2 separate regions of the Sus scrofa genome follow, and region 1 is linked to region 2. The links are chromatin contacts, called in public HiChIP or PLAC-seq maps. All regions are on one chromosome and are shown on one strand. The core of a region is the stretch at or near the end of the contact, and the rest is flanking DNA. Distances in the headings are between cores, read along the strand shown.

Region 1 (2,819 bases), core at 287-2,786, 34 kb before region 2:
CAAATATTAAAGCTTAGACCAGAATGACACAAAGCCCTGTAACAGGGCAGAGGTGAGGAGCTCTGAAGAAGGCACAGTAAGTACAAAAACCCTGAGGATGTAAAGAGCTTGTTGCCTCAGAAGGGCAGAAAGAGGAGTTCCCATCGTGGCGCAGTGGTTAACGAATCCGACTAGGAGCCATGAGGTGGCGGGTTCGGTCCCTGCCCTTGCTGAGTGGGTTAACGATCCGGCGTTGCGTGAGCTGTGTGTAGGTTGCAGATGCGGCTCGGATCCGGTTGCTGTGGCTCTGGTGTAGGCGGTGGCTACAGCTCCGATTGGACCCTAGCCTGGAACTCCATATGCCGTGGAGTGGCCAAGAAATAGCAACAACAAAAAAGACAAAAGACAAAAAAAAAAAAAAAAAAAAAAAAAAAAAGAAGGCAGAAAGAGCTGTAGGTTAGCAGGTGCCAGAATATGAGGGGGCCAGCCACACAGGTCAATGATGTGAGGTGTGGATTTTGTTTTAGGTACTAACTTTAGCCACTGGAGGGAGTTCAGTGAGCATGGGGGGCATAGTTTGCGAGGCAAGCTCTGATGTAGATCTGATTTAAATCTTACTTTAAGGGAATTCCCTTGTGGCACAGCGGGTTAAGGATCCGTGTGTCACTGCCGCGGCGCGGGGGCGCGGGTTCGATCCCTGGCCTAGGAACTTCCACATGCTGCATGCTCGGCCCAGAAGGGAAAAAAAAATCTGACTTTAAAAAGAACATTCTGGAGTTCCCGTCGTGGCACAGTGGTTAACGAATCCGACTAGGAACCATGAGGTTGCGGGTTCAGTCCCTGCCCTTGCTCAGTGGGTTTAACCGTTGCCGTGAGCTGTGGTGTAGGTTGCAGACGCAGCTCGGATCCTGCGTTGCTGTGGCTCTGGCGTAGGCTGGCAGCTACAGCTCCGATTCGACCCTAGCCTGGAACCTCCATATGCTCGGAGCAGCCAAGAAATGCAAAGAAAAAAAAAAAAAAAAAAGAACATTCTGGTTCCCGGGTGAAAAAGAGAAGGCAGGCACAAGGACAGAAACACATACTGGCCCAGGTGAGAGCCGAAGGGGACTAGGAACTGCAAAGAGGTGCAGGTAAGTGGAAGTCGCGCACCTCAGGAGCAGAGTGTAGACAGACACAGGTTCGCCCTGTGAGAGTGTGGACAGAGGTAGATTCACTTAAGGGAAGCGTTAACCACACCAGACTGATCTCGGGCGAGTGGAGCCAGCCGAGAACAGAGCGCCGCGTGGGTCTTGTGGGGCCGCGGCCTCACGACCTTTCGGGCCTTTACGTGCGGCTGCTCCTGGGGGCCGCGAGCCACTGCCGACCCCAGGCCTCTTCCCGGCGAAGCCTAGCCATCCCCTGGCCCCGCGTCCCGCAGCCCCTCACCTGAGTAGCCGGGCGGGCTCAGAAGCCCCTTCTCAGGGTCCCGCGCTGCACGCTTCCTCCTGCGGGCCACCATCTTGTCGACCGGAAGCCGCGGAGGCCCCTGGGAGTTGTAGTTCGGCGGTGGGAGGGACCGTTTCCAAGACGACGGCGCCGCGTGGGGCCCCGCCCTCTCCATTCAGGCCCTCCTCTCGTGCAAACCTCTATCCCACGCCGCCCCAATGTCCCAGCTCCCTCTGGTTGTGCCGGTTGTGCTCGCAGGACCCAACCTTCATTTGCTTGGGAAAAAGTGAGCGCGTGAATGTGGGAGTAAATGGCGTAGACCAGGGCCGTTCAAAGGTGCGATCTCAACTTTCATTTACTCTTTCATCCATTCCACAAATAACAGTGAATGCACTCGGGGGAGTTCCCTGGTGGCTCAGCGAGTTAAGGTTACGGCATCATCCCTGCTGTGACTCAGGTTCAATTCCTGGCTGGGGAGCAGGCACAACCAAAAAACCCCCAAATCTTTCAAAACCAAAACCAAAACCAAAAAACAGCCTTCTCAGAGTTTACATTCTAAAGAAACTATAAACACATGAAGAAGTAAACTATAAAGTACCTGGTGTCATGCAAAGTGCTGAAGAGAAAACCGAAGGTGGAATGGGGAGTGCGGTAAAGAGAAGCGCTGTAATTTTAAATTAGAGGAGGGGAGTTCCTGCTGTGGAGCTGTGGGTTATGGACCCAGTGGTGCCGCTGGGATTCTATCCCTGGCCAGCGAACTTCCATATGCCCAAAAAACAAACGAACAAAAAACAAGGTGATGACCTCACTGAAGCGACATTTGAGCGGCTACTGAGGAAGGTGAGGGAGCAAGGTGTTCATTGGAGAGAGTCCTGGGCAGAAGGAACTGGCAAGAACCACTGGAGCCTACCTGTCACGGTAGAATCAGGAAGGAAGCACAGTGGGCCAAGCTCAGAGAGGATCGGGTAGACCCCCAGAAGCACTTTATTTTTATTTTTTGTCTTTTTAGGGCTGCACCGAGGCATATGGAGGTTCTCAGGCTAGGGGTCGAATTGGAGCTACAGCTGCCGGCCTACACCACAGCTACAGCAATGCAGAATCTGAGCCACATCTGTGACCTACACCACAGCTCACGGAACGCTGGATCCTTAATCCACTGAGCGAGGCCAGGGATGGAAGCCGCCTCCTCACGAATACTAGTCAGGTTCGTTAACCGCTGAGCCACGACGGGAACTCCCAGAAGCACTTTAATTGCTAGTGAGTGTGATGGGGGACCGCTGCGGGATCTTGAGAGAGGAGTGATGTGTAAACAGTCGCTTTAGCTGCTGAGTTGCAATTAGACCGTGGAATGGCCAGGGTAGCAGCAGGATTTCTTAGGACACCATCGCAATAATCTAGAGGAAAGAAGATGGCTT
Region 2 (2,925 bases), core at 13-2,512:
AGGCAGAGACTCTATTTTCTGGTCACAGGCACTTTTCATAAACATCTACTGAGTGAATGACTGTCTGAGAAAACAGTATGGAACAGCCTGGCCGTTTACAAGGACATCCGAGCTAATTTTCCGTGTGCTGGAAAACTCTGGGCCAAAGCTCCCACTTTTCCATACGGGTGAACTGGAGTTCTTACAGGCTGGAAACGACGAACCGTACTCGAGGGTCTAGAGGAGGGCGGTCTCAGAGCTGCACGTCGTCTCCGGGGCTCGCCACCCAGATACAGAACCGCCTTTTCTGAGCACCATCAGCAAACAGCTACCCTCCAGCCCCATCTCCCTTGATTTTCTGCCCAAGCCTGAGGCCACCTCGGCCAGCTCAGAACGCGCCTTCAGTCCCGGTCTCAGCCCTCCGGGACTTCGGGGCAGTCACTCCACCTCTCCCAGCCTCCAGCGCCCTGTCTGCAGAACGGGGAAAGCACGAAAGGCTGGCCGACAGGACGGCCAGAGGAGCTAATGAGACCGTGTGGGCCCGAGAGCGCTCAGACTCGGAAATACCGCTCCCGGGAGGGGGGGGGCGGTGTAAACAGACGCGAAGCCGGCGCAGGACTTGGAAACCTGGACCAGCTCTGGGGCTGGGGCTCGGCTTCGGCAGTAGAGACCGGCAGAGCCCGAGCAAGCCACTGCCCCGCCAAACTTCGGTCGTCCTAACTTCAAGGCCGCGCTGGGATCGCGGAGCAGCGCCGGTCTCCTCAGAGGAGGGGCTGCGCCGGGGCGACCCCGGGAATCCCGGGCCGCGGGGGACGGCCCGTCCCTCCGCCCCCCGCGCCGCTCCCACCAGCCCCGCAGCGCGGCCCCTCGGCGGCTGCGGCCCCTCCGGCCTCCCTTGGCCCGCGGGAGCGACGGCACCTCCAGCCAGTGGGCGGCCTGGCGGCCGGGCCCGCGGCGGCGGCGGCGGCGGCGCGGCCAATGAGGAGCGGGGCTGCGGCAGGGGGCGGGCGCAGACGGCCCTCCGCGTCGCGCCCGGGCCGCTCCCTCTTCAGCGCGAACCCCGCGAGGACTCAGGCCCTGAAACCCGAAAGGAGAAAAGGCTACTCACCGCCCCTTCGCAGCAGCCCCGCGCTTCCGGATGAGCTCGTCCAGGGAGATGTCCGCCATCTTGCACCGCCGAGCAGGCCGCGAGCACCTCAGGGTCCCTCGGCCCCCGAGCCCGCCCCTTCGGCCGCTGTGGAGCAACTAGCGGCTTCCGGCGTTCGGCTGACGAACTCTCGCGACAGATTAGGCCGAGCAGGGGCCGGAAGAGGCGGGCCTCTCCCCGTGAGCCTTTGCGAGGCCAGCTTCTGATTTGCATACGGGGGGTCGTATCCCTGTCGTTTCCTACCCTCTCCGAGGACCAAATAAAATACAAGGAGATATGAAAAACTAAATGAGTAAGACAAACGTCAGCGGGATGAAGTTCTCGGTTTAACGGTCAACTTTTATATTCACCGTATGGCTAATGAGAATGGGATTCCTTACCTAGGAAGTATGGACGTTTACATTTTTATGCCTTAAACTTATGAGTAAGGAAAATAACGATTCGGGGTGACGCCCGAGTCCTCACTGCTAATGTGAGACGAATTTTTGAGCGGGTAAAGGTCGCCCCTAAGGTGACCCGCCTACTTTGCGGGATGCCTGGGAGTTGCGATCTGCCCGTCCCCCTTTACACTTGAAAAGCAGACCAACTTTGACGAACATGGAGGATTAAGTAGTTGTGTGTTATTAGATTTCCTGAACTCGGAACTGATTCGTTTTTTGCTTTGTTGGGGTTGAAAAAAAAAAATGGCAAGTAGGGCGGAAACTGTAGACACTTTTAGGCTCTGCGGTCTTCAGAAGCAAATCGCGTCACCTTTCTGTGCCTCGTTTTTCCTGATCTGGAAAGTCGGGCAAGTAACAGGCGGTTGCGAGGATTAAATGAGGTGCTCGCCACGTGGAATTGCCTTTTCCTTGATGCAATCGCAGCCTCCACTTCTGACCCCGGCATGAGGTAGGTGTTCAGTATGTCTTTGTGGAGTCAATAAAAAAATACGTGCAACCCCTTTAGAACGGTGCCAAGCATGGACTTCGTGCCCAGTGAGTTACTACTGCTGTTATTTACTAAGTCCAACGTGCTCTTGACAGACTATCCCACCATGATGAAAAATCTGGCATCAGAAAGGCCGTGGAGAAATGAGCTGGTAAGGGCGGAGGGTCTGGGATTGGGCCCCCGCCTGAGGAGGGGAATCCAGGTCCCCCTGCGCAGCCGTGACCGGGCGCGGGCTGGTCCTCCTTGTCTCAGCAGTAAAGTAGGACCCTTGAGTGCTCCCTCCTAGAGGTGCAGAGGCCAAGACCCAGTGCCTGGCGGGAGGAACCAGGAGGGACCAGGGCGCTGCAGAAGTTAAGGCCTATCACGCCTTCACACGAAATAAATGAAGTATAGAGAAGTCAGTTAAAATTTTTTCTTAAACTACTGCAATCGTAGGGTGGTTAGCTGCTATCATTTAATTCTCTGATTGTCAGTGGGGCGGCCCTTTGCCAGGGGCATTTCGGAGCTTTGTGGGGTGTGTTTGGTTGTCTGGACAACATATCCAGCCACGTGAAGGCGGGGACTGGGGCGGGACAGCCCTCTGGTCCTCCCAACGCTGCCAATACGCCAGGAAGGCAGGGCCCCTCACAGTCCTCTGAGCCAGGGCTTCACTCCATTTCTTTCTTTCTCCCTTCCTTCCTCCCTCTTTCTTTCTTGTTTTTTGGCGTCTAAGTTCCCAGGCCAAGGATCGAACACACGCCACAACAATGATCCAAGCCGAGGAATCCTTAACCTGCTGCGCCACAAGGGAATTCCCTGTTCCATTTCTTGTGTGAACGTGCAGGACTTCCTGCCCGATGTGAGCAAACATGGAATTGCCAGCGATGCAGCTG

What was found. HiChIP or PLAC-seq counts read pairs in DNA pulled down with a chosen protein or histone mark.
Region 1: an H3K27ac HiChIP or PLAC-seq map of skeletal muscle shows a contact between it and region 2. The contact joins the promoter of RRP7A here to the promoter of POLDIP3 in region 2. A contact is called at or near these places in 1 of 5 promoter capture datasets (liver), 1 of 47 Hi-C or Micro-C datasets (embryonic fibroblasts) and 2 of 2 datasets of contacts at active chromatin or transcription factors (alveolar macrophages and skeletal muscle).

The regions. Positions count from the first base shown.
Region 1 is chr5:6,207,212-6,210,030 of Sscrofa11.1, reverse strand. It overlaps RRP7A (ribosomal RNA-processing protein 7 homolog A), which reads right to left and starts at 1,536. Exons shown (of 8, transcript XM_021091431.1): 1 at 1,405-1,536. The coding sequence starts at 1,477.
Region 2 is chr5:6,172,780-6,175,704 of Sscrofa11.1, reverse strand. POLDIP3 (polymerase delta-interacting protein 3) reads right to left here and starts at 1,262. Exons shown (of 9, transcript XM_021091426.1): 1 at 1,088-1,262. The coding sequence starts at 1,146.